Linked DNA regions of Mus musculus: regions 2, 3, 4, 5 and 6 are each linked to region 1. Evidence: chromatin contacts called from public HiChIP or PLAC-seq data. All regions are on one chromosome and are shown on one strand. The core of a region is the stretch at or near the end of the contact, and the rest is flanking DNA. Distances in the headings are between cores, read along the strand shown.

Evidence for each region. HiChIP or PLAC-seq counts read pairs in DNA pulled down with a chosen protein or histone mark.
Region 2: a contact with region 1 is called in an H3K27ac HiChIP or PLAC-seq map of embryonic stem cells, with 7 read pairs. The contact joins the promoter of Acp5 here to the promoter of Dock6 in region 1. A contact is called at or near these places in 8 of 39 promoter capture datasets (the 3T3-L1 cell line, the HPC-7 cell line, embryonic stem cells and 5 more), 26 of 484 Hi-C or Micro-C datasets (B cells, the G1E-ER4 cell line, the HL-1 cell line and 16 more), 11 of 115 datasets of contacts at active chromatin or transcription factors (astrocytes, craniofacial prominence, embryonic basal ganglia and 5 more) and 2 of 9 other capture datasets (embryonic stem cells and pancreatic islet).
Region 3: a contact with region 1 is called in an HNF4G HiChIP or PLAC-seq map of pancreatic cancer cells. The contact joins the promoter of Qtrt1 here to the promoter of Dock6 in region 1. A contact is called at or near these places in 2 of 39 promoter capture datasets (liver and pre-B cells), 1 of 484 Hi-C or Micro-C datasets (the N1E-115 cell line), 1 of 115 datasets of contacts at active chromatin or transcription factors (pancreatic cancer cells) and 1 of 9 other capture datasets (adipose tissue).
Region 4: a contact with region 1 is called in an H3K4me3 HiChIP or PLAC-seq map of embryonic stem cells, with 7 times the contacts expected there. The contact joins the promoter of Zfp809 here to the promoter of Dock6 in region 1. A contact is called at or near these places in 5 of 39 promoter capture datasets (the C10 cell line, hematopoietic stem and progenitor cells, hippocampal neurons and 2 more), 2 of 484 Hi-C or Micro-C datasets (cerebral cortex and pro-B cells), 4 of 115 datasets of contacts at active chromatin or transcription factors (bone marrow-derived macrophages, craniofacial prominence, embryonic stem cells and 1 more) and 1 of 9 other capture datasets (adipose tissue).
Region 5: a contact with region 1 is called in an H3K4me3 HiChIP or PLAC-seq map of embryonic stem cells, with 8 times the contacts expected there. The contact joins the promoter of Carm1 here to the promoter of Dock6 in region 1. A contact is called at or near these places in 2 of 39 promoter capture datasets (embryonic stem cells and hippocampal neurons), 1 of 15 datasets of contacts at CTCF or cohesin (the NIH/3T3 cell line), 4 of 484 Hi-C or Micro-C datasets (LSK cells, the N1E-115 cell line, Th1 cells and 1 more), 10 of 115 datasets of contacts at active chromatin or transcription factors (embryonic stem cells, extraembryonic endoderm stem cells, large pre-B cells and 3 more) and 2 of 9 other capture datasets (embryonic stem cells and pancreatic islet).
Region 6: a FOXA1 HiChIP or PLAC-seq map of pancreatic cancer cells shows a contact between it and region 1. The contact joins the promoter of Zfp599 here to the promoter of Dock6 in region 1. A contact is called at or near these places in 1 of 39 promoter capture datasets (pre-B cells), 1 of 484 Hi-C or Micro-C datasets (the N1E-115 cell line) and 3 of 115 datasets of contacts at active chromatin or transcription factors (embryonic stem cells, large pre-B cells and pancreatic cancer cells).

Annotation. Positions count from the first base shown.
Region 1 is chr9:21,850,210-21,854,721 of GRCm38.p6, forward strand. Dock6 (dedicator of cytokinesis 6) reads right to left here and starts at 2,426. Exons shown (of 50, transcript NM_177030.3): 1 at 2,336-2,426. The coding sequence starts at 2,379.
Region 2 is chr9:22,129,813-22,134,514 of GRCm38.p6, forward strand. It overlaps Acp5 (acid phosphatase 5, tartrate resistant), which reads right to left and starts at 2,053. Exons shown (of 5, transcript NM_001102404.1): 1 at 1,925-2,053; 2 at 51-317. The coding sequence starts at 317.
Region 3 is chr9:21,409,998-21,414,191 of GRCm38.p6, forward strand. It overlaps Qtrt1 (queuine tRNA-ribosyltransferase catalytic subunit 1), which reads left to right and starts at 1,840. Exons shown (of 10, transcript NM_021888.2): 1 at 1,840-2,100; 2 at 2,236-2,304; 3 at 2,396-2,534. The coding sequence starts at 1,858. Gm16853 (predicted gene, 16853) reads right to left here and starts at 1,723. Exons shown (of 5, transcript NR_045742.1): 1 at 1,450-1,723.
Region 4 is chr9:22,224,019-22,228,496 of GRCm38.p6, forward strand. Zfp809 (zinc finger protein 809) reads left to right here and starts at 1,694. Exons shown (of 5, transcript NM_001164624.1): 1 at 1,694-1,814. The coding sequence starts at 1,812.
Region 5 is chr9:21,543,833-21,548,171 of GRCm38.p6, forward strand. Carm1 (coactivator-associated arginine methyltransferase 1) reads left to right here and starts at 3,062. Exons shown (of 16, transcript NM_021531.6): 1 at 3,062-3,398. The coding sequence starts at 3,176. AB124611 (cDNA sequence AB124611) reads left to right here. Exons shown (of 7, transcript NM_001198794.1): 7 at 845-1,499. The coding sequence ends at 961.
Region 6 is chr9:22,258,189-22,262,478 of GRCm38.p6, forward strand. Zfp599 (zinc finger protein 599) reads right to left here and starts at 1,707. Exons shown (of 5, transcript NM_181419.3): 1 at 1,569-1,707. The coding sequence starts at 1,571. Gm39307 (predicted gene, 39307) reads left to right here and starts at 1,914. Exons shown (of 2, transcript NR_166680.1): 1 at 1,914-2,236.

The DNA of each region.
Region 1 (4,512 bases), core at 1,176-3,675:
AAGTCTAACTGTTTTAGGTGTCCTGGTAGAAGACCTTCCCCCAGACCCCTGGGGGGTCCTCTGTGTAGCCCTGGCCATCCTGGAATGTGACCTGTAGACCAGGCTGACCTCAAACTCACAGATCCACTTTGCCTGTGCCTCCCAAGTGCTGGGATTAAAGGCATTTGCCACCATTGCTGGCAGAAGACATTGCTAAGAACAGAGATAGTCTGCAAAATGGCTCTGCAGGCAAGGGCATTTGCCACCAAGTGTAATGACCTGAATTTGACCTATGCAAAGGGGGAGGGATCGATCACCACCCTCAAGTTGACCTCCAACCTCTCACCTGTGCTGTGACACGTGTGTACACACACACACACACACACACACACACACACACATCATGCAAGAATAAGTGTCGTTTTTTAAAAGCAGTACCACACTGAATTGAATTGACTGGGTTTTAGAAATCAGGCTGCAAGTGCAACAAGAGACACTGTAGCAACTGTGGTGCTCCTCCCAGGCTGGCAAGGGTTACTGGGCCTATCGTTATAACAGGGAAGATGACAAGCCAGACACAGGGGCTGGAGAGATGGCTCCAGCGGTTTGGTTTAGAGCACTGACTGATCTTCCAGAGGTCCTAGGTTCAATTCCCAGCAACCACATGGTGGCTCACAACCATCTGTAATGGGATCAAATATCCTCTTCTGATGTGTCTGAAGATAGTGTACATACATAAAATAAGCAAAACTTTAAAAAGAAAAAAAAGCCAGACTCAGAACTCATATAACAGGGAGCAGAGACAAGAGGATCCCCAGGGCCAGTTCCCTGACCAGTTTATCTGGAGCTCCAGATCCCAGTTGAGTGAGCCTGCCTCAAAAATGAAAATAGAGGGAGGCTGGCAAGATGGCTCAGGAGCAACTTGCTGCTGAGCCTCCTGAGTATAATCCCAGGAAACCAAGTGGAAAGAAAAGGCTCCTTCCTACAAGCATCCTGTCACACACACACACACACACACACACACAACGAGAGTGGTATACACATGTACACACAGTAAGTGAATGCTAGGATAGGGTGAGAACCTTTCTCAAAATAAAGCAAACACAAAAGCAAGGTGCTGTAGATGTGGTTACCATGGAAACTGAGTGTGGCAGGGGGGGCCAGGAGTTCATGGCCGGTCTTGGCTACATAGTGCATCTGAGGTCAGCATGGGCTACGTGACCCCATCCCAGACTAACAAAACACAACAAAGTAAAACCAAGACTCCATTCAGTTGCAGGTTCATCTGGGGTTGTGGGAGAACTCAATAGGTAGGTGAATGTGCAGAAGCATCTATTTATCTACCAGGCTGCTTGGGAAATCTTGGGCTCCCTCACTACATCAAGGCCCAGGATCATTCTGCACATCTTTCCCACCTGAGCTAAAGGCATAAGGACTTAGGAGGCAAGACAACAAACAGAAAACTGCCCAACTGCTCTGCCCCAGATCACAACCCTCCTCTATCCAGAACTCTCTGTGGCTCTCACTTCACTTGGGGTCACAGTCAAAGTCCTTCTGGCCTACAAGGCGTAGGCCCTATAAAATCTATTCCTATTGGTCCCTCTGTGGCCCCAGGGCCTTTGCATTTGCTTCTTTCCTGGATGATGGGCAGATCTCTTCCTTCGCTCCTTTAGGTCTGTGCTTAACTCTACCTGGCCTACCATTGAGACCCTATCCTCCCTTTCCTGTCTTATGCATCCACACCATACCACGGACACATCTATGTTTGTCCCACCAGAGCGAAATCCAAGAATGGGGCAACTTTCTTGTGTCTCCATCAGGGTGGGACCCACAGAGTGGCTTCTCTCACCTAAGGTGGTCAGACAGGTCTCCAGAGGATCGGATACCTGGGATGATTTACCTGGGATGATTTCTAACCTACCCCAGATTTGAGCCTCTCTCACAATCCAGTGTCCATGGAAGGGGATCCCCCAGCATCTGTTGCCTGTCCCTCCCCTGTCTGCCCACCAGCTGGTTCAGTCCCCAGCCCCCTCGGCCCCCTCCCACGCCCAGCCGGTGCTGGGAGAGGCTGGGGCAGGAGACTGAGGGGCTATCCCCAGCTGTCCCCAGCTCCAGACAGCTGGGTCCCGGGACCCTGGGCGGGGGAGGGGTGCGAATTTCCCCAGGCTGGTGAAGGGAAGGACGGCAAGAGGGTCCGAATGCAGCCTAGCACTCTCGGAGCCCGGCCCGCACGGACCCGGGATGCGCTTCCTCCTCCGGGAAGTCCTCGGGGAGCCCGGCACGCCCCCGCTGCCCGCCATCTCCAGCACTCGCCCGTCCCGCCCAGAGTGGCCGTGACCGCGGCCGCTCTCACTACCTGTTGATCTTGTGAGCGAAGGCGCGGCGCTCCGAGGCCGCCATGACGCCCCGCGTCCCGCCGCAGCCTCCCGAGTCTGGGCAGCCGGGCTGGGCGGAGCAGGCGCGCGGGAGAGGCGGGGCCTGTGCTGATGGGGCGGGGCCTGCACTTCGACCCGCCCCAGCCGCGGAACCAAGACGGGAATGACGCGGGGTCTTCTCGGGGCGTGGTGGCGAGGCCGGGCCAACTCTAGGATGGGGAGGAGCCTTCTCTGGAGGGGGCGGGGCTTTCCCTAGATAGGGCGGAGCCTTTTCTGGGATGCCGTGGGGCCAGCATTGAGAGTGGGACAGAAATACTGGGGATGGGGAGGAGACAGCGCTGACAGGAGGATGGAGCAGGCTGTGATCTGGGATGTCGCTGCTCTAGGATAGGGACCGGGACAAGGCTGGAGAGATGAGGATCTTTGTGGGCGTGGCTTATGAGGGACGGTCCTTGATGGGCGGGACGTTGTGAGTGGCTCATCTCTGCGATGGGCTAGGGAGCTGGGGACCAGGCAGAGCAGGGCATGGGGTGGGTGTGGAGCAGGGGCAGGGCATGGAAGGGAGTGTTCCCCTCCCACTGGGGTCAAGATGGGGAAACTGAGTCTTCTGTTGGGCTGGGAAGAAAAAATACGGAACATCAAAACCTGTTAGGTCAGCCGGGCAGTGGTGGCTCATGCCTTTAATCCCAGCACTTAGGAGGCAGAGGCAGGCTAATTTCTGAGTTCGAGGCCAGCCTGGTCTACAGAGTGAGTTCCAAGACAGCCAGGGCTACACAGAGAAACCCTGTCTCGAAAAAACAACACAAAACAAAACAAACAAACAAACAAAAAAGTTAGGTCCTCACTAGTCCCGGAGGCACGCTGCCTAAAAAACAACATCAATGTCACACAATAATTACTAAGGTTTTGTTTATAGTCGCTCAATGGACATAGGTGGGAAGAACTGTTGTTTTCCACTACTGACAAGTGGGTTAACTGAAGCCTAGCAGTGTGGAGGCTTTTACATAGTAGGCCTCAAAAGGTGCTCAAGGGACTTCCTGCCAGTCTCTGGGTTGCAGTAGAGAGGTGGATGAGTCCAGCTAAGCTCAGGGGTGTCACTCTAGGAGGTGTGACTCAGAAAGCCAGTATCGATACCTGAGCGAGCCAGTCCGGAAGTTTCTGATTACCTGAAGTTGTAGGATGTCTTCATTAATTTGTGGCCTTAAATATCTTCCCAACAGCTCCTTTCCCAATAACAGTTTCCTAGAATTTTTTCAGTCCTGGCTCATCTTTGGATATGCCAATTGTCTGCTGCCTCCACACCTTCTCCTGAGTAGCTTCAGCCCTCTGAGCAGTCACGGTCAAAACAGTCTTGGTAGGGTAGGCAGCTGTGCAGCACAGGACATGTCTGCCTCAGAGCTTTTTTGAGTGCTGCTCGTTATCCCACCTATGGATGGATGCTAGCAGGAGCCCCATCTACAGAGGATGAAATTGGAGCCAGAGGGCAGGGTGACTTGCCCCAGTTGCCCAGCAAATCTGTATCAGCTTCTGAAGGCACAGGAAGGAGACCTAGATGGTAGGGGAACCCCCTAGGTATCCATCTGCTCTTGATCTGTGTACACAGCTGTCAGGAGCCCACGCACCTACTCAGCGTGGTCCAGTGGCTTCTGCCTGGGAGATGCAGAATATAACTCCACCCACGACTGTGCTGGGCCACACTCAGTGTTACTCAGGTCCCTGCCTCTTCCTCTGAGGCCAGGTAGGGAACATGGAGCTGGATCCTTCCTGATGCTTCCATTGTGCACTGTCTTGGCGGCATCTGTGTCTCACCTATCCTTCCTTGTGCAGAGCCTCCGTGGCCCACCTCACTTGGGTCATAGTCCATCCCTCCAGGCCTTGCATAAACTGCCCTGTTACCACTCTGTCCTCATAGCCTCCCTCTTGGACTTCAGCCCAACTGTCCTCCTGCTTCCGACCCCTAAATATTCCTTTGAAACACTAGGATGTGGCCTACGCTTATTCCAGGACCTTTCACTGACTGTGGGTTCATCCCCTACCCTCTGCTTGTGAGTGCTAGCTAGCATGCTCTCTTTTACTTGAGAAACCCCAAGACTTGCCCTACTTACATAATGTATCCATGTCAGATTTAAAATGTATCCATATCAGAGTTAAGGTCTGG
Region 2 (4,702 bases), core at 803-3,302, 280 kb after region 1:
GTGAAGTGACCTCACCGCTGTCACCTCTGACCCTGCTGTTGAGCACATACCTGGAACCTCTTGTCGCTGGCATCGTGCACTCCAGTGAAGTAGAAATTGTCCCCCAGAGACATGATGAAGTCAGCGCCCATCGTCTGCACGGTTCTGGCGATCTCTTTGGCATTGGCCATTTCCCGGGCTGTGTGGAATGGGGCATTGGGGACCCCTCCCCAGTCGCCCACAGCCACAAATCTCAGGGTGGGAGTGGGGGCTGTACCGTGGGTCAGGAGTGGGAGCCATATGATTTGTAGGCCCAGCAGCACCACCCATGAATCCATCTGTGAGGAAGAGAGGGAGTTCAGAGTCTCTGGTGAGGACAGAGAGCGAGACCCTGGTCCAAGCAAAGAAAGACTAGCCCGCTGAGCCTGGTCTCACGGTGCATGCCTATAAACTCAGGCACTACCATGGAGGTGGAGCAACTGGACCAGAAGTTCAAGGCCAGCCTCAGCTACATTGGGAAGTTTGAAAAATGGAAACAGAAAGTCTGAGATAAAGACATAAGACCGGTCTTAAGACACACACACACACACACACACACACACACACACACCCTAGCCATCTACAGCCGTCAGTTCCACAGACACACCAGTAGCAATTGGGCCTGCAAGGAGCTGAGGAGCTGGGAAGGTGGCCCCCACAGGCCTCTTCCACCTCGCTCCTCTGACACTTACCCTGGAGGAAGCACAGGTGGTCAGAGAGGCTGCAAGAGGCAGTTAAGCTCCTGGACCAAAAGCGGTGATCACCGAGTCTTTATTCTCTGGGGCAGAAGTGCATCATTGGGAAAGATGATGCATTTTCTCCGAGGATTGTCCAGAAGCCCTCCCCTTGGGTCATGTGAGCACTGGACTTCCCCAGAACTGGAAATGGGGCTGGGGCGGGGGCACCCAGGCCAGACTGAGCCGTGAAAAGTTTCTCGAAGCCAGCACAGTCAGCCAGGGTCTGATGGTAATGTGTACTGGGCATCTGTAGGTCCCGAGTTTGACTGTTCACTGCACTGAGGCTGTTCTAGGCTGAACGTCTGTGTTTTCACACCCTTGGCTGTCTGTAACTCGCTGTCACTTTTTCTGGGTGGGTGTCTCGACTCTAGCATGGGAACCTCAGTGGCTTGCCTGTGACATACACTCCAATTATTTTTTTTTTTTTGTTTTTGTTTTGAGACAGTGTCTCAAGAAGCCCAGGCTATCCCTAACTTCCTCCCTGGGTAGCCAAAGATGAGCCACTTCCAAGTGTTGGAATTACAGGCCTAAATAATTCCTCTGTGGCGCCCATGTAACAGCCCCCTGTCTCCTCTGTGTTTTGTAAGTCCTAGTGCAAATTGTGTATCTGGAGTCATCTAAGTGTGGGACTGTCTCCGAGTTCCCCCTCGCCATCATAAACAGCAGCAATAACTGCCTTTTCCAGGAAGTTCTGTCCACACTCTTCCATGGCCTTTCCCACACCCGGTTTCCAGCCTAAGGAACTTCCAGAAGGCACACACCACGTGGCTGGCTGTAGCCTTTTGACCTTGGCACCTACAGCAGTCAGCTGCAGGCTGTTTCGACCGCAGAGCCCAGCGCTGTGGTGGGTGTGGCCAGCTTCCCACCTCCTCCCCTCCCTCCTTAACTTCACAAGCCGCCCAATCTTTCCAGACTCCTTCCTTGAACACTCACCACCAACCCCTCCGGTCCCTGCAAGCTCGGATTCTGGAATCTCTCGTTCCGTGCTTTGCATAAAGGCTCAGAGAGGGTCAGCGACTCACCCCAGGTCACCCAGCGAAGAGTTTGCCTTGCATTCCCCACTCGCACCTCTCAGTAGAGGCGAACAGGAAGGAAGTGGGGTGGCCCCAACAGACAGAGACCCCCTCCCCCGTGGGAGGCAGAGCAAGGGCCTGGCGGGCGAGTCTCACCTTGGCGGTGGGTCCAGGACAAGCTGTGCTACCCAACTGAGCTGCGGATTCGCGGCGGGTCGCTCCGGGCTGCACGAGTTGGGAAGAGGCGGCGCGGGCCAGCCTTCGCCCACGGCTCCCTGCCTGCCCTACAGAGTCCAGAGTTGCAGAGGGCGGGTGCCTCGGTTTCCCCGCCCCAATCCTGCCTCAGCCATTACCTGGCGCCTCGCCTCCAAGGTTCAGAGTCCCAGGAGTTAAGGGAGACCCGGGACCTGATTTCAATACCACCTGCCTTCGACTTTTGGGGTGCTCACAGCCTCTGGTGGCCGCGCAGGGGAGGTCCAGCCCCGGACTGAGCCAGGCTCGGTCTCCCGGTCTTTAAAATGGGTGAGAAGATACCAGGCTGGTGGCAGGTCAGCGGTGGAGGGCTTGCTTGGCCCCAGAGCGGCTCGGGTTCCATCCCAGCAGTGGGTTTGGGGCGCGCGGGGGGGCGGAGGAGGGGATTTGACTGAGCTATCTGTGCCAGATAACAGCCACCTGTAAAACAGGCCTTCAAGATTGATCGGGAGAGAAGGAATTTAGGCAGAGAGGGACCCAGAGGGGCGGAGCAAAGCCATCCTCTTCCGCACACTGCAGGTCTTTCCTGTTATTTCAAACAAGAAATTTTGCCGGTTTGCAGGGAGGCTGGGGTGTGACTCAGTTGGTAGAGTGCGTGCCAACACGTACGAAGCCCTAGGTCACAGACGCAGGCCGGTATACACCAGGTGCGCAGTGTAACCCTGGGCCGTGGAGGTCAGAGGGTCAAGAGTTCATGATAAATCTCAGCTCCATAGCAAGTTCAAGACCTGAGACTGTCTCATTCATAAATAAATAGGTTGTCCTTAGAATTCCACAAAATAAAGCTGGGCCAGAATGGGACTCACTTCTTTAATCCCATCACTCGAGAGGCGGAAGCAGATCTCTGAGTTAAAAGGCGGCCTGATCTATATAGCAAGTTCCAGGATATCCACAGCTACACAGAGAAACCCTGTCTCTAAAACCAAAACAAAACCTAAACAGAACAACAAAGGAATCCCAAAGAATAAAGTCTGGCGATGGGCCTTCGAGATGGCTCAGAGCGGCACTTTCTGGCAAGACTTGAGAGCCTGAGTTCCATCAGGTTTCCGGAAGGAGAGCACCGGCTCCCAAAAGTTGTCCTCTGACCTCCACATCCGGGTTGTTGCCCTACCAATAATAAGTAAGTAAATAAATGTAATAAAGATTTAAAGAGTCCTGGTGTGGTAGATCATGTCTGTTAATGGCAGGAGGATTGGAGTGAGTTTGAGACAACTGGGCTAAATAGGGAGGACTGGGTCAGCCTGGGCTAAAGTGTGAGATCCTGTCTAAAAAATACACTTCCCCAAAAAATGAATTCCTGAGAAAAAGAACATAATCCCAGGGGTTGCTATCTTTCACATGCCCAGTGCACTCATAACTGTACACTGCTCCAGTGGTTATCTCTCACATAGCCCAGTGCACTCATAACTGTACACTGCTCTTGCAGAGGACCAGGTTTGGTTCCCAGGACACATGCGGGGAGGCTCACAACTGCCTGTAACTTCAGCTCCAGGTCAACTGATGCCTCTGCAGGCCTCCGAAGGCACCTGCACTTGTGTGCATATAGACTCACACAGGCACCTGCACAAGTGAAAAGAATAAATAAATCTACACACTCCTAGAGACCTGCCGGTAGTTAACAGGTACCGAAGGATGGAGAGGCAGTTTCTTCAGTGGTGAGATTCCCATGCTCCTGTAAGCAAGCCTTAGGAAACTCACGCGCACACACACACACACAGTGCGCACATGCGTGCATGCACGCGCACACACACACACACACACACACACGCACACAGTGCGCACATGCGTGCATGCATGCACGCACACACACACACACACACACAGTGCGCACATGCGTGCATGCATGCACACACACACACACACACACACACATGTTCACAATCACTACACAATCACACAACGCCATGGAAGCAGAGAGGATTGGGAAGACCTTTGCAGGGGAGCCTGAGATTGTCCCTGGAGCCCATGTCAAAGCGGAGGGAGAGAAACATCTGCACAAAGTTCTCTTCTGATCGCTACAGTTTTGGTTTGTTTGTTTGTTTTGCTTTGTTTTTAAAGATTTATTTATTTATTTAATGTAAGTACACTGTAACTGTCTTCAGACACTTGTTAAGGATGGTTGTGAGCCACCATGTGGTTGCTGAGATTCGAACTCAGGACCTTCGGAAGAGCAGTCAATGCTCTTAACCACTGAGCCATCTCTCCAGCCCCCTGTTTTGTTTTTTTAAGACAGTGTCTCGCTGTGTAGCTCTAGCTGTTCTGGAATTGGATAGGTAGATCAGGCTGCCCTTGAACTCACAGAGCTATGTCTGCCTCTGCGTCTAGAGTGCTGGGAGTAGAGGCCACTGTGCCTGGCTGACCTCCACAGTCTTTCCATAGCATCCATGTGAGCCCACACATATATCATGCACATAAATATTAAAAATTTTAAATCCTGAAGTAGAAGAGGGTAGGTGCACACCACACACACACACACACACACACACACACACACACACACACAGAGGGAAATCTTCATCTGATGTCTCAATGATGTCATGTAGCTTTGAGCTAATGTGTGAGCTCCCCCACCCCTCCTACCCCTCATTCCCCATCCCCTAACCACCTCCCCCCCCCCCACTTCCTGTGTGCCTCTCCCTGAACTGCATAGCTGGCACTGATGAGCTAGGTATGGTGAGAGGG
Region 3 (4,194 bases), core at 590-3,089, 440 kb before region 1:
ACTCAGATTCTACCCAGTACCTCTGCCCATCATAGCAGGTTCTGCATAGCAGCTCACTGGGAATATTGTGGGACAATGGTGCCCTCTGCCGGCAGAGGTGGCAGATACGGTTTATATTGACAGAAAATCACTTGGCTATCTTTATTAAATCTCTGGTCAGGGCAGTGGGAACACGTGACTGTACACACACACACACCTCCCTCATTGAATAAAGTAATAGGGTCAAGTTTCTGGGCATTAGATTTCTTTTTGTAATGATAGGAATCCTTTGACAAAAAAATGACTGAGCGCCTGACTACATGCTAGGTCCTTAGTAAATGAACACAGAATGACAGACTATTGTTAGTGACTACATGTATGAAGAGTATGCTATGTGAGTATGTGTGCAGAGGACTCAACCCAGAGCCTTGTGCATGCCAGGGAGAAAGTTGGGTTGTTTTTGTTTAAAAGATTTATTTTGTGTATTTAAGTATTTTGCCTGAATGTGGGTGTGCTACCATCTTACCTGCCTGGTCAGAGGAGGACATCAGATCCACTGGAAATGGAGTTACAGGGGGCTGTGTGTGCTAGGAGTACCATGTCCTCTGGGTACGTGCTCATTAGCCCCTATTTTGATTTTTTTTTGTTTTGTTTTTTTGTTTTTTGAGACAGGGTTTCTCTGTGTAGCTCTGGCTGTCCTGGAACTCACTTTGTAGACCAGGCTGGCCTCGAACTCAGAAATCCGCCTGCCTCTGCCTCCTGAGTGCTGGGATTAAAGGCGTGCGCCACCACGCCCGGCTTTTGATTTTTTTTGTATTTGAGTATACTGCCACTGTTTCAGAAGAAGGCATTGGATCCAATTACAGATGATTGTGAGCCACCATGTGGTCGCTGGGAATTGAACTCAGGACCTCTGGAAGAGCAGTCAGTACTCTTAACCGCTGAGCCATCTCTCCAGCCCTGATTTTTTTTAAAAAATAATTTTATGTGCATTGATGTTTTGCCTGCATGTATGTCAGATTTCGGCATTACAGACAGTTGTGAGCTGCCATGTGGGTGCTGGGAATTGAATCCAGTTCCTCTGGAAGAGCGGTCGGTGCTCTTAACTGCTGAGCCATCAGGTTTTTTTGTTTGTCTGGCTAGGGTTTTTTGTTGTTGTTGCTTTTTGAAACAGGGCTTCTCTATGTAACCCTGGCTGTCCTGGAACTCAGAAATCTGCCTGCCTCTGCCTCCCAAGTGCTGGGATTGCAGTAGTGCCCTACAGTGCCTTTTTTATTGCTTGTTTTTTGAGGTAGTTCACAATATAGCCCTAACTTTCCTGGAGCTTGCTATATAGGCTCACAGAGATCCACCTGCCTCTACCTTTCCTTGTATCAAAGGAGTACAATAACAGGCTTGGCTCCATCTTTTTTTCCCCTCCCTTTTTGTGAGATGAGATCTCTCTGTAGCCCAAGCTGGCAGGAAACTCACTGTGCCGGTGTCGATCTCCAACTGCACATAATCCTTTTTCCTCAGCCTCTGAAATCTTGAGATTCCTGATGAGTTATCATATCCGGCTGTTGTATTTTATACAGCAGAAAAACATGTCTTGGAGTGTTTAAAATACATTTATTGTATGTACGCCCATGCGAATTTGAATGGCTGTCTTGTAGATCCCAGAGACAGGTCATCGGGCTTGGCGCTGTGTATCTTCACTCGGTAAGCCATGGCACTGGGCCTTAGAACGGTGACAGCTATGGGATCTGGAAGTAGAGCACCCAAGCGTGTGGAGGGTGTGGCGTCAGTTGCTATGGTTCCCTATAGCTCTCAGATCACGTGATTCGGGGCACCTCGGCGCTGTCCTCTGTGGTCTCAGGCCACGTGGTTCCGGGACTGAAAATGGCGGCGGTAGGCAGCCCAGGTTCGCTTGAGTCCGCTCCACGAATAATGCGGCTGGTCGCTGAGTGCAGTCGCTCCGGAGCTCGGGCGGGTGAGCTGCGGCTGCCGCATGGAACGGTAGCCACCCCTGTGTTCATGCCTGTGGGTACACAGGCCACCATGAAGGGTATCACCACGGAGCAGCTGGACTCCCTGGGCTGCCGCATCTGCTTGGGCAACACCTACCATCTGGGGCTGAGGCCGGTGTGTGGATTCGATCTGGGGGGTGGGTGGCGAGGGGGTCTTTGGAAAAGTCTGTTGAGTAAGGCCCACAGTGCCGGGGCTCACCCACACCTGGCCGTGGAGCTGCGGGCACCGCTAACTTTTTCTCCCTCACAGGGACCGGAGCTGATCCGGAAAGCCCAGGGTCTTCACGGCTTCATGAATTGGCCCCACAATCTGCTGACGGTGAGTTGGGGTTGCCGCCCTCGGGCGCTGCGTTGAGGTGAGAGGTCCCCAGTCTCAATCTCCTGACAGCTTCGCTGCGGGGTCTCCCCAGGATAGCGGCGGCTTCCAGATGGTGTCCCTCTTCTCCCTGTCCGAGGTGACGGAGGAGGGCGTCCACTTCCGCTCGCCCTACGATGGAGAAGAGACACTTTTGAGCCCAGAGAGGTCGGTGGAGATCCAGAATGCTCTGGGTAAGAGGAGGGCTTCGAACGCCACGTATGGTTTGGATCGTCTTTGAATTTGGACTCTTTCACCTAACGAAAATAAGGATAGCCGGGCGTGGTGGCGCATGCCTTTAATCCCAGCACTCGGGAGGCAGAGGCAGGCAGATTTCTGAGTTCGAGGCCAGCCTGGTCTACAAAGTGAGCTCCAGGACAGCCAGGGCTACACAGAGAAACCCTGTCTCGAAAAACCAAAAAAAAAAAAAAAGAAAAAAAAGAAAAGAAGGATAAAGAATAGGTCCTGTGTTGGGCATGTGCAAGAGTTAATTAGAGTGTTTTGCCAGTGTCCTGGTCTAGATCCTCACTACAGCAAACAAACAAAACAAACACTTTAAAAAGGAGGGTGGGGGGTGGCGCACACCTTTAATCCCAGCACTTGGGAGGCAGAGCCAGGCGGATTTCTGAGTTTGAGGCCAGCCTGGTCTACAAAGTGAGTTCCAGGACAGCCAGGACTACACAGAGAAACCCTGTCTTGAAAACAACAGAGAGAAAAAGTTGGATGTCAAAGCTGGCAGTAGTAGAATTATACCTAAAATCTTGAAGTGTGGGGGTAGGGAGATTGCTGTGAGTGGACAGCCTGGACTGCAGGGCTCAAAGGAAGACACCCTGTCTCAAAGAAAAAAGAAAAAAAAAAAAAAGACAAAGAAGCTGTTTTCATTTCCTGACAAAACAGAGAACTAATGCCAGTACTGTAAGCACAGTACTGAATACAGAGTCATCCTTTTTTATTTATTGGTTTGTTTTATGTGTATGTATTTTATTATTTACTTATTGTTTATTATTTTGGAGAGGGTCTCACTATGCAGCTTCAGCTGGGCAAGAACTCTCTAGGTAGACTGGTAGACCAGGCTGGCCTCAAACACAGATACACCCGCTTTTGCCTCTCCTCTGGAGTGCTGGCATTAAAGACAGGTGCCACCACACCCAGCTGTTAGTGTTCTTAGTAACAAATTGAATTTAATAAAATATTGGTGACAACAAGATAAGATAGTCATGGTTTGGGCCCCTTATTTCCATCCATGTAGTTTATTTTATTTTGTCTTTTTTTTTTTAAGATTTATTTATTTATTTATTATATGTAAGTACACTGTAGCTGTCTTCAGACACTCCAGAAGAGGGAGTCAGATCTCGTGATCGGATGGTTGTGAGCCACCATGTGGTCGCTGGGATTTGAACTCCTGACCTTCGGAAGAGCAGTCCGGGTGCTCTTACCCACTGAGCCATCTCACCAGCCCCCAATTTTGTCTTATTTTTGAGACAGAGACCTACATAGTCTATGCTGGCCTGGACCTCACTTCTGCTTTAACTGAGGTTGACTTTGAACCCCCGATCCTTTTCTCTCACCTCCAGAGTGGTGGAATTACAGTCAAATGCCATCATTCCTAGTTTTATACTGAGGATCAAGGCTTTTTGTATATTACATGAGCATTCGATTCATTGAGCTACATCTACAGTCCAGGACAGTTTATGTTGTGTAGACTGCACATGGGGCTGGAGCCTTGGAACATAAGCTCCAACTCTTTCCCACTTCTGTACAGACGAGTACAAAAGATCTGCTGGGAACTTTATGTCTGATGTCTCCGGTGCTGGGCACGGGCTTTATCGTAAAGCCTTCTTATGAAACCTGTGT
Region 4 (4,478 bases), core at 444-2,943, 370 kb after region 1:
TCATAGCCTACAAATACCCAATGGAATGGAGGTAATACGCATATGTGGGGCACATTATACAAGCCTTTAAATTTTCCTACATTACTAATGCTGAGATTCACCAGAAAAAAACCCAAACTCCACCATTTTGAGCCAAATTTGAAGTAAACTTTATTAAATATTGACCAAGAGATGGACTTTGGTTAGAACCACTTATTTCCTGTAATTTCCCAGCTGAAAGTGGGCCCGGGTCACGTGCTATAGGCCAGGGTCACGTGCTATAGGAGTTTGTAAAGACAAAACCCATAGGCTACCCTCTACTTTCTTTGCCATGGGGTTTCCTTATTTTCCAGGAACTACAGCTTACAGCATTCCAGGAAGGTACCTGGTCCCCAGGCAGGTGGGGCTTACACGTTAATTTGGGATATTACAACATGACAGATTTAAAATGTTGTTGGTCTTCTATTTGGTTATTATACTCTGAATGTTAATACAGAATGAATGAAAACAGTATAATTACACATCTGCATGAAAGGGCCATAATGCAACTCATTACTCTGAGCATTAGCCGTGGTTTTAATAAAAAAGTTTTGCAGTACTGTTTTAAATTTTGTGTTAAAAATTGCTTCTCGGGCTGGAGAGATGGCTCAGTGGTTAAGAGCACTGACTGTTCTTCCAAAAGGTCCTGAGGTCAAACCCCAGCAACCACATGGTGGCTCACAACCATTCTTAATGAGATCTGACGCCCTCTTCTGGTGCATCTAAAGACAACTACAATGTACTTAGATATAATAATAAATAAATCTTAAAAAAAAAAAAAGAAAAGAAAAGAAAAAAAGAAAAGAAAAAAATTGCTTCTCAGCGGGGCGTGGCGGCTCATGCCTTTAATCCCAGCACTCAGGAGGCAGAGGCAGGTGGATTTCTGAGTTCCAAGTCAGCCTGGTCTACAAAGTGAATTCCAGGACAGTCAGGGCTACACAGAGAAACCCTGTCTCGAAAAAAACCAAAAAAAAAAAAAAAAAAATGCTTCTCATGTAAAGCCCCAGAGGGGCTTTACCTGCTGGAAGACCCCAAGTGAGACAAGATCTATGTTTATTTTTTCTGGTGCGCAGGGATCGATCTTCAGCAGTCTCTCAAGCAAGAGACAGGGGGCGATCCCGGTTCTAGCTTACAAGCACCGTATACATTTTTTTTTTTTTTTAGAGGGCAGATTACAGTAACAGCTTCTAGGCACTTGGTGATGGATGGCTAGACCTTTTGTCTGGTTGGCTGGGTGATATCGGGTCATCCTTGGAGAGTACCTTCGTTCCCCAGAGGGCCCAGGTAGCCTTCAGCCAGCACTTTTTTTTTTTTTTTTTTTTTTTTTTTTTTTCTGGTATGTGTTTTGTCAGAGTCGGTCTGGGTTGGGTCAGAGTTGCTTAATCTTATCATTTATCCACAGGTCAGCACCCCCCACCCACCCCCCGCGCCACACACACACACAGAGAAACACAGAGACACACACAGAGACACATACATCACATCACAGTAAGAAAACTTCACGGGAATTAAAATAAATTATTGTGATACCGTTTTTCTGTCCGCTAAGACTTTCCGTATGATCAGACAGCCTTATGCCCTTTGCTACGCCCCGCCTTCCGTCATCGATTGGTGACTTTGACTGTCACTCAGGCCCTGTGACAGGACCGCTCTGAAATGAGGAAGTGGGGTGGATTTAGAAAGTTCAGAGGAGGTCTGAGCCTGCCATCTTGGGTCCTGTGGTCCCCAGGCGTCCGTTGCGGGAAGTTGTGCTGGTGGCGGAGACCGAGTCACAGGACGCTCCCAGTCCCATCATGGTGAGCTCGGCGCGGCGTCCCTGTGGAGCCGGTGTGGATGGCTGTGGGATGGGGGCTGGGCGGGCTCAGGGCACCCCGGAGCGTCCTATCGCGCCCCGACCATGCGTGGGGACTCGAGCTGGCTGCAACGCCCTGCACAGCTCTGCCACCCACAGGCAAGAGACAGGAATGCCTGACCGCTGGGTCGCTTCAGCGCCGGTGTCACACTAGGAACTCTGGGCTTCCGTTTACCTGCAAGGTTGGGATGGGGAACTCTGCGCCCTGTCTGGAAACTCTCGGAAGCTGGGTGCAGGGAGCTGGGTCTAGTAGGGGTGACTCTCCATCTGTCTGTCACTCTGGGATAGGCCTGTCAGTGTCCTGGCTGTCACCAATCAGGAACTTTATAGACTTGGGAGATGTTGATAGAACCCATCCTTAGGATGGATGAGAGACTAGTGGGTCTGAAAGGATCCCCGAGGATTAAATATTTTTGCGCATTAATTGGAGGAAGTGGGGAAGATAAAAATTCAGTTCCTTGTCCTAAACAGTAGTTTTAAAGTATCTGATAGACTTAATCTTAAAATTGCTGAGGTACAGGAATAGCCACGCATTGGATGTGTGTGGTGCAGACTGTGACGTGGTACCGAGGAGCAGAAGGCAAGGGGGAAGCAGTATGACTGTGAGATCTCTTCAGGCCCTGAGTTGCTCTTTTTTTTTTTTTTTTTTTTTTAAGATTTATTTATTTATTTATTATATGTAAGTACACTGTAGTTATCTTCAGACACACCAGAAGAGGGCGTCAGACCTCGTTACGGATGGTTGTGAGCCACCATGTGGTTGCTGGGATTTGAACTCGGGACCTTTGGAAGAGCAGTCAGTGCTCTTAATCGCTGAGCCATCTTGTAGGACCCCAAGAAGGAGCCCCCCACTCAAGTCTCAGGTCGCGGGGTCACCCAAAGAAACATGAGAGACCTTCTTGAGGCAGCTTTAATGGCCGAGCTCCGGGTCAATCAATACGTATCTCACTCAGGAGACAGAGGAATCGACCCTGAGACTCAAAAACTCAGGGTTTTGATAGGGTAGGGTCTAGGAAGAATTGGCGCGGTAGTGAGCAGAGTAGTACCGGGGCGTATAAGAATTCTAAAGCCGGGGGCTTATCAGAGTCGACAATGCATCTGGTTAATGTTTCAGCTTTTAACTATGCTCTCTATAGAAAGGGGGGCAAGCAGGAGGCGCCGGGCTGCCAGATGGTCAAAGAGTCAGCCAAGATCGTCAGAAGCAGTTCCTATTCCCTCCCTTTCTTTACGACCGGGAGACCTGGGAGACCTAGCTTCAAGACGGACTCGGGCATGCCCGGGCTAGTTTTCTTTGCAGTCTCAGTCCCAGGCCTTTTTAGTTTAAACCTTTTATTTTATTTAATTTCCTTTCATTCCCCTCTTCTTCTGAAGAATAAAGATAAAAAAATTACTGAACTCTTCCTCACCCCAGAGCCCGACCCCTCCCATCTAGAGATTGTTCCCAGAACACTCCTGAACTCTTCACCCCAGAATGCATTCCTGAACTCCTCACCCTAGAGTTCGAACCCTCCCAACTAAAGACTGTTCCAAGAACATTTTTGAGATAAGGGCCTCCTGGAACAACCTCAGAATGAACCGGGTACATTGCCAAATAATAGGATATGACCCCTTAGTTACGTAGAATTCCCTTGGCAGAACCCCTTAGTTATGCAAACTTGTACTTTCCCTGCCCCGCTCTCCCCCCTTGAGTTTTTCCTATATAAGCCTGTGAAAAATTTGGCTCGAGGTCGATTCTCCTCTACACCATACTAGGTGTATGAGTTTCGACCCCAGAGCTCTGGTCTATGTGCTTTCTTGCTGTTACTTTATTAAATCTTGCCCACTACATTTTGAGTTCGGTCTCAGTGTCTTCTTGGGTCCGCGGCTGTCCCGAGGCTTGAGTGAGGGTCTCCCTTCGGGGGTCTTTCACTTCTACTAAGTAATTCTAATCTTAGAATTTCAGAAGTCTATATCTCTATGTGGAGAGTAGAAATCATACTCTTTTTCTATCTTAACTATAGGTTGGTATTGATGCTGGAGGACCATAAGCTATACTGTATCTTTAACATGGGAACAAAAACAGAATAAGGTATCGTAAACAGGACTAGGCAGGGACCCTTCTAGGGAGGCTTGAGGGTCTCTGGCTGGAACTGGTGAGATGTCCTTGGGGTACTCGGCTCGTTCCTTGTAGCCAGTTGTGACCAGACTTTTTTCTGCACGACCTGCAAGCCTTTTAACTTAGCACACAGATCATTATTATAACATAGGTTTAAACGCATCATTTAAGACAGTGATGGGCATAGGAGCCCCTTAAACGATCTCAAAAAGAGTATGACTGAATCAAGAGGGAGTATTTCTAGTTCCAAATAGGGGAAGGGGAAGGAACACCAAGTCTGCGCCGGTCTCCATGATTAATTTTGTCAAGGTCTGTTTTAGAGTTCTATTTATTTTTTTTTATCTGTCCTGAGCTCTGAGGTCTGTACACACAATGCAATTTTCATTTGACCTCTAAATACTTGGCCACACCCTGACTTACCTGGGCAACAAAGGCAGGGCCATTATCTGACACTATTGCTTTTGGCACTCCGAATCTTGGAAAATTTTCTTTAATAATCTTCTTGATGACTAT
Region 5 (4,339 bases), core at 1,812-4,311, 310 kb before region 1:
TTTGTTTTTTTGAGACAGGGTTTTCTGTATAGCTATGGCTGTCCTGGAACTTTGTAGAGGCTGGCCTTGAACTCAGAGATCTGCCTGCCTCTGCCTCTCAAGTGCTGGGATTAAAGGCATTCACCACCATTACCTGCTTTCTTTCCTTTCTTTCTTTTTTTTTTTTTTGGTTTTTTTGAGACAGGGTTTCTCTATAGCCCTGGTTGTCCTGGAACTCACTTTGTAGGCCAGGCTGGCCTCGAACTCAGAAATCCACCTGCCTCTGCCTCCCGAGGCTGGCCTGGAACTCACTATACAAATCAAGCTGGCTTTCAATTCACAGAGACCTGCATGCCTCTGCCTGCTGAGGGCTAGGAGTAAAGGCGTGTCACGCTGTATACTCTTTACAGAGATACTCTGGCTAGACAGGGATCTTACAGGGGTCACTGGTTAGGGAGGATCAAAGCTCTGAGGACCCCTCAGCCTACCTCACCAACTGGCTTCAGGTTTGGAAAGGTTTTAGGGGAACTCGGATGGGTGGGTACAAAGGTACCAGCCACTTCAAAGTGGTACCTCTTTTTCTCAAGCCTCACACTGCCCCTAGGAGATGGATACTAGCATTTGAAACTGAGGCTCATATGTGTTATCACTCAAAGTGAGGTCAGACTGCTAGGAAGTTAGGGAAGTGGGATTTGAGCCACTGAAGGTCGGAATCTGAAATCTGGCGAGGTGGTAGGAAGAGGTAGGAAGGTACCCAACAGCTTCGAACAGGAGGAACTCCCAGATCCTTACACCAAAAACCACTTAGGGTTTTTTGTTTTGTTTTTGTTTTTTAAATTTCTTTTCTTTTCTTCCATGGGCAAAGAAAATGACTCAGGAAGACTCAGTGGCAACCCTAGACTCAGGGCCTCGGAAGAGGCCCACCTCTGCATCATCCTCTCCGGAGCCCCCTGAGTTCAGCACTTTCCGGGCCTGCCAGTGAGGCTGACGAATGAGGACCACTTTATCCAGTTCCTTCCCTCCCACTGCCAGAGGCTGCACATCTGTCCAGAGACTTGGCAGTGGAGGTAGGGTGGGGGTGGGAATCAAGCCATAGCTTTCTTAGGGAAGCACTGGCCAAAGGAAGGGGACTCCTAGAGTTGTAACCTTCCTCACAGAAGACAAGAAAATGAGTTGGGGTATCAGCCTCAGGCTAGACAGAGAGCCAGAACCTCTTCACAGATTCCCAGATCACCGGAGAAGTCACTATTGAATCCGGACACCCAGTCAGGCACAAGAGGTCTACATTCTCTAACTCCTTTCCAGTGCTTCCCCAACGGTCACTTACTTCCAGACTGCGTGTTTTATTTTTAGGAGAGATGTGTATATTTTTTGTTGCTGTTGTTGTTTCTAGATAGGGTCTCACTGTGTAGCCCTGGCTTTTCTGGAACTCACTGTGTAGAGCAAGCCAGCCTCAAACTCATAGATCCACCTGCCTCTGCCTCCAGATCGCTAGAATTAAAGTTACTGCCATAACACCTAACTTTGGGATGTTTTCTGTTTGTTTTGAGATAGGGTTTTTCAGTGTAGTCCTGGCTGTCCTAGAACTCACTCTGTAGACCAGGCTGGCCTGGAACTCAAGGACTGCCAGCCTCTGCCTCCTGAGCATCGGGATTAAAGGTGTGTGCCACCACTGCCCAGCAGAGTGCGTTTTTACTCTTCACTTTGTGGGTCCTGGCTGCCTGAGATTGTGTGCTTGCACCATTAGATGGGAGGGATGACTTGGGAAAGGGTTGAGTCTTTTGTGAGTCTTGCGGAGGCCCAGGAGGGGGTACGTAAATTAGAGTTCTAAGAGGCCCAGCAAAAGTGAACAAGTGACTGGCCACTGTGAGTTCACTGGGGGACCTGAGAGTTAACTAGTGAAAAGGAGAGGTCCTAGTGGAGAAGCTAAAGAATTAAAGTTACTGCCTTGAAGTTCTTTGTGAAGGCCAAGCTCTGGAGCGCGGCTTGAAAAGCCTTTATCCCAGAGCAGCATGGGAAGGGGCCCCAGCTGGGTGCGAGCCTGCAAACCAGAGCACACCTATCACAGGGCCTTTTCTTACCAGTGGGACGGGATCAAGGCGGAGCTTACCTGGGAACGTACAGGGCGGAACCTTAACTTGGGGGCGTGGCCGAATCACCTGGGTTTGGAAACGGTTCTTGTCTTTCCTCAAGCTCAGGAGAGGTTGTTTGCAGGACACTGGCCCGGAGGGGCCCGAACTCTCCGAGGGAGGGTTTCGTGGATCAGAACACCGTCCCTTGACAAAAAGATGCAGAGCACCGTCTGCATTCTGCTAGTAACCGTCCCTCCTGGGGGCGGAGCCAGCCCTCCTCCGGGTGTATAAAGTAGCTGAGCGCCTCCTTCTGACAAACGCCTCACCCCCAAGAGTACTGGGGGAGTACGCAGCACGCCAGCCTAGGGGCGGAGCTCAGCCCTGGAGGAGGCGTTTCTTCTTAGTTCTCCGACTCACGCCTCTCCACTTTTCTTGAGCTATGCTCACAGTGGCACAAAGCATGGTGGTTCGCTCGCTGCCGGCCTGTGGGTGGGTCTGGCCCCAGAGGCGTGTCCGAGCGGCCAAGCATTGCCTCCTGAAACGCCCTGTGGTACAAAGGGCTGTGGATCACCGTGGATCACCGGTCGCCGGCCCGGAGCGGGGGGTGGGGCCGCCTGATCATTCCGGGGGCGTGCCGGGAAGGCTAAGCACCGCCTCCCGACGCATGCCCTGCCCATCTCTCCAGAGCTGTGCGCGGTGGCACAAAGCGCCTCGGTTCGCACAACGCTGCCTCGGGGCGGGGCTTAGCATCCCTGGGGGCGTGTCATACTGCGGGGCACCGCCTCCCAACGTAGGCGCCTTCACCCGGCCTGCCCGGGAGGCTCAGCCACCTCACAAAGCAGCGACCGTTCCCGCGGGGTGGGGCCGGCCCCACCCCCGTCGTGCTTGCGCTCGCCCGGCTCCCTCAGGCGCCAGGAGGGGGCGCTGCGCCACCGAGCCGGCCCGTGGCGGCGGCGGCGGCGGCGAGGCGTCGCGTGGCCGGCAGGCGGCGCGCTGCCAGCCTCGGCCTCGGCCTCGGCCTGCGCGGCGGCGGCAGCGGCGGCGGCGGCGGCGGCGGCGGCCTGGGCCCGGGTGCGGCGGTGGCGGTGGCCGTGGTGGCAGCGGGGCCTGGAGCCGGACCTAAGATGGCAGCGGCGGCAGCGACGGCGGTGGGGCCGGGTGCGGGGAGCGCTGGGGTGGCGGGCCCGGGCGGCGCGGGGCCCTGCGCTACAGTGTCTGTGTTCCCGGGCGCCCGCCTCCTCACTATCGGCGACGCGAACGGCGAGATCCAGCGGCACGCGGAGCAGCAGGCGCTGCGCCTTGAGGTGCGCGCCGGACCAGACGCGGCGGGCATCGCCCTCTACAGCCGTGAGTGCTGGGGACACCCTGGGGACGGCGGCGCACGAGGCCGGCGGCGCGGGCGCCCGGGGAGGGGGCAGGCGGCGGAGGGTTGGGGGGGGGGGGGGACTCGGGCCGAGCTTGTACACGCGGCTCCTGCTGCCCGCGGGCGAGATAGCAGAGAGGGTGTGCGTGGGGACCTTGGAGCCCGAAGAGGGGCGCGGGAAATAAGAGTCGCGGGCCTGAGATTTGCAGCGGGTGGGGTAGGGGGGCGCGTGGCAGGAAGTGGGGCCCCGAGGATTCTGGGGGGATTGTAGAGGGGACTGGAGAGAGGGAGTGATTGGGAGGGCTCTTGAGCGGGTGTGGTTTGTGGATCTCATCTCAGGGGACATCCTCCTCACACACGGACATTTGAAAAGTGGTTTTCAGTGTGTAACACCGGGAAGACTGGGTGCCGCCCTTGTGGAGGACTTGGGATTCGGGATCCCCCACCCACACACCCACCAGGGTGGGTAAACTTTGGGACTTAGGACAGAGCCCTTCCTGATAGAGATTCCCAAGCCCATCCCCCATGGAAACGTGGAAGAGGGGAAGGCCGGCTGGCTGATGGCCGGCTTTAGAAGTCAAGAGGTAACAAGCCACCTCCCTCGCCACGCGCCTCCTGTCTTTTTTAAGAACGTGAGAAGCTGGTGACATTATCAGAAGCTGCTTCAAAAACTGACATTTCAGTGGGGAAAACAAGGGGGGGGATCACTAGTGTGTTTTCGAAGTGCACCCCCCCCCCCAGCTTTGTAGTTCCACCTTTCATTCTTCCTTGCTCTTGCTACTCTTTCTTCTGACGGATTCCTCAGATGGATTTGCTCTTGTGTTTCACTGGTCTTTGTCTCCCAGGATTTCGTTCACTGATGCTCTTAAGGGGCCACCAAGGAAGATGGGATCGATTTTAACCTGTGGGAATTTTTTTCTACTCC
Region 6 (4,290 bases), core at 457-2,956, 410 kb after region 1:
TCTTGAACCCAAGCGGTCAGCTTTTGGAACAGAAAGTGGGGTCCATTCTACTCTGTATGTGTTCCATAGCAGGGTTCCATGGAAGGTGACGTTTGATTTGTCTCATGGGAGAAAGAAAACTCAGCATCGAGGTCTGTTAATGTAAAGATGTCAGAAAATATGGCCAGAGTGTTCCAAAGGATTTCAACACGGACAGTTATACCCTGGCTTCCCTAATTAAAGTCTCCAGGTCTACTGATATCTTTCATTTCCTGGAAGGGGATGGCCCATGCACCAACGGACTTCAGTATTAAAAGCGGTTATTGAATATGGAAAAGCCCAGAGCTCTGGAAACGAGGACATCTTCCCAGATCTCAAAAGAAGAAGAGAGCCTGTAACCACCTCCATGACCTAAAATCTTCACCCGTATGTGGGAAGGGCTGGAAAAATGGAACTATTCACAGACACCACTTGGGTGCTCTCTTCAATGGCTGTTGACAGCTTGAAGTCTAACAGAGTCACGCCAGATATTGAATGTATCAGATAGCAGGACTCCTAAACTCTAAACAAAACTATAAAAATTGTGTGTGAGCCGGGCGTGCTGGCGCTCGCCTTCAATCCCAGCACTCGGGAGGCAGAGACAGGCGGATTTCTGAGTTCGAGGCCAGCCTGGTCTACAAAGTGAGTTCCAGGACAGCCAGGGCTACACAGAGAAATCCTGACTCAAAAAAAAAAAAAAAAAAAAAAAAAAAAAGTACTCTGTTCTTAGTATGAAAATTAGTGCAAACATTTTATAAATTTATAGTCCAGTTCCTTAAAGCCGTAAACATAGAACTACCAAAGGACCCAGCAATCACTACCGCCGCGATGTATCTAAAGGAACAGAAATCTGAAAGTTAGAAAATGGCCTCAAGGATGAAGATCAGACAGAGGACCAAGGTCATTCCCAGCTACATAAGAACCTGTCTCAACGAAAGTAAAACAGCACTCCTTTAATCCCAGCCCTGGAGTGGCAGAAGCTGGGAGATTTCTATGAGTTTAAGGCTAGCACAGTCTACATAATGAGTTCTAGGCTAACCAGGGCAACACAATGAGACCCAGCTGCCAAAAGAGTAAAAGGCTTCACATCCATGTTCACGGTGACACAGTTCAATCCCAACGCCGACACAGAAAATGGAAGTGCTTCCTAGGGGTGGGTTCCGAGTTCATGCCACAGATAGATGGGGTTCCAGGATCCTGGGAAACGGAATAGAGCCCGAGGTCCCAGGGACAGGATCGTCTAGGCACCAGACTTAACACCCCAAACTCCAGATACAGCGTCTCAGGAATTGAACTGCGGGGACCATGGGGACAGAGATGTGTGGCCAAGGGGCAGAGACAACAGAGAGCCGATCGACTGGGTCCAGGTTACCGTTTCCCGTGCAGGCCCGCAAGTCCCAGGCTCCGGGCCAGAGCTGCGGCAAGCGCTGCAGCAGGGCTCGGGTCCCTGCAGGGACCAGGGACGGGACAGGATTCCTGGAGCCCGCTCAGCCCCAACCCCGCAGCCCGGGGACAAAGGGGCTCGGCTTCTGGACCTGCCACAGACTCACCATCTCAGGATTCCGGGACACCCAGAGCTCTCACTGTGGTTCTCAGTGGGGAAATGTGACACGCGGCGGCAGGCAGAACCTCTCCGGACTTCTGGGCGAGCGCGGAACACCTGGACAGGATCCAACACGGAGAACATGTGGGACAGTGGGGCAGGAGGTAGTCAGAGCCCAGGACTACAGAAGACTGAGGCCCGCCCCTACTCTCTGTCTGTGTGTCTGATTGGACATTTGTCGTTACGGTTTTCAGAGACAGAGCTTCCTGTCTCACCTTCTCAACCTTAAATGTCACCAACCATTGGTGAATTTAAAAAGATTGACAAGTTCTTGGCTGTATTGTAAGGCAGGGCTTCCTATAGGAAAACCAGCGCCAACCTCTACTTAAGGTTATATCATCTAATGTGTATTTATAAAGAGAAATAGTAGCATTACTTTTTTTTTTTTTTTAAATCTCTCTATGTAGTCCTGCTCTGGAACTTGCTATGTAGACTAGGCTGGCTGTGAACTCACATAGATCTATCTACCTGTCTCTGCATTCCCTGTGATGGGATAAAAAGTGTATGCCTCTATTATTTCCACAACTGGAGAAGACCACCGACCAGATCATCAGGGCCAAATTAATTAAAGCAAGCTTTTAAAAATTCCTGCCCACGGGATGTCTCTCCCCAAAGGTAGGTTTCAAGAGTTCAGCATTTGGACATGGGTAAGATTAGGGCTTTTATAATTCAGAAGCAGGGAGTTTACAAATGGAGGATTTGACAGGCAGATAGTTGGAGTTACAGAAGCAGAACATAAATGTAACAAGTTGGTCACAGTAACTTTTAAAACAAAAGCATGGTTGACTTTCCCCGGAGCAGGCAGTACAGAACCATTTGTACTTAGGTACAGTCGGGATGTAGTCCAATCCTTGAGCAGATTTATGCATAAATAGGAATGAACCTAATTTGTCTTTATTATAAGATGGCTTGCAAACCTAAGCTGGAGGCAGACTGGCTGTGACTGTCTTTGTAGAAGTCATCTTTATGATTATAAAAGTATGTGTTCATGTAGTATGAAATAAACTCAGATAAAATTTAAGCATATAAAGCATTGTTCAATACTATAAATGGTCAAATGTTAAGTGTTTTATGTCTTAATAATTCTTGGTTAATAGACTATAAGTGAACAAATTTATTTTTTTAGATTATAAATGATGTGACATTTCCCCCCAGTTCTACAAACTCCATTATCAAATGTGCTAATAGAAGGTTGAGAGAGAGAGACAGAGACAGAGACAGAGAGACAGAGAGGGAGGGAGAGAGAGAGAGAGAGAGAGAGAGAGAGAGAGAGAGAGAGAGAGAGAGAATTTTCTGCCCAGCTAGTTACATTTCTGCACTTGCTGGTTTAACATCACAGTCTTGTGTGGAATGTGCCTACGTCTGAAACAAACATGAATAAGATAAAGAGAATGCAGCCAGGCGTGGTGGTGAATGCCTTTAAGCCCAGCACTCAGGAGGCAGAGGCAGGTGGATTTCTGAGTTCAAGGCCAGCCTGGCCTACAGAGTGAGTTCCAAGACAGCCAGGGCGACACAGAGAAACCCTGTCTCGAAAAACCAAAAAACAAACAAACAAACAAACAAACAAACAAACCAAAACAAAAACCCTATCAATCTTTTCAGGGTTTACATAGCTGATGAGACTCTACACACAGTGCCAACAACAATTAGCATGACACAGAAGAACTATACAAAAGCCATCCCCAAAGCAAAATTTAGAAACTTTAGTTTGGTGGAATAAGTCTATTCAAAATTTTAAATCTCTCACAAAATTGAGAACGATACTAGCCTAATCTTGAAAGAAAATATTTTATCAACTGTACAGAATGAGGAGACACTAACGTGGGCAGCAATGAAGAGAAACCATAGAAGTTTTGTGCTTTTTTTTTAAATGTGCCTTGCTCCTTTGCTCTTACTAGAGTGTCTTTACCAGCTGTCAACAGTGTCATTAAGTGTGTAAACACAGTTATCTGACACTACAAAAAAATCTAGAAACACCAGGGTGGAAGGAATCACAAAATGCTGTATGGTATATACAATAAGGAACAAATATTTAACAATCTTTCAGAAAGAGGAAGTTGGTGTCTGGAATAGAGACAGTTTGGTAGAAGTTTACAAAATTGTTGCCAGACCTGGGAGGACCTGGGTTTGGGGGTTACAGTTTATTCAACTGGCAGTCTCAGCCTGTATGCTAAGAAGCCACTGACCCACCCTAGTCATCCTTCAGCAACCTGAAGTGAGATTAACATTTAAATAAGAGGCCAGGGATATGCACACATGAACAGTCCTGGTCAAGGTGTGTTCTGCCCACCACCAAACAACTATTGTGTGATGTTGTCTCCAGCAAGGCATTTTGACAAGTCTCCAGCACTGTGTGAAATTTGAAGCAAGGTTCATGCTACAATCTACTACTGAGTTGAAGCCACAGCCATGGTACCTGTATTAACTAGAAAGTATAGTTCATAGTTCCATTTTTGTGATATAAATCCTCAGTTTGGTCAGCTTTTCAGCATTTTCCTTCTCCCAGTATGAGATTCCTGGAAGGGTAATTCTATTTGGGGGCTTGTATCAATAATCTGATAGTCAGATTAAGGGACACAAGTGCCTCCTTAGAATATTCGTTTCTGCCAGGCTGGTTACAGTTAGAGACCTAAGACACTTCCCAAACATTTTGAAAATTCAGGGTGAAC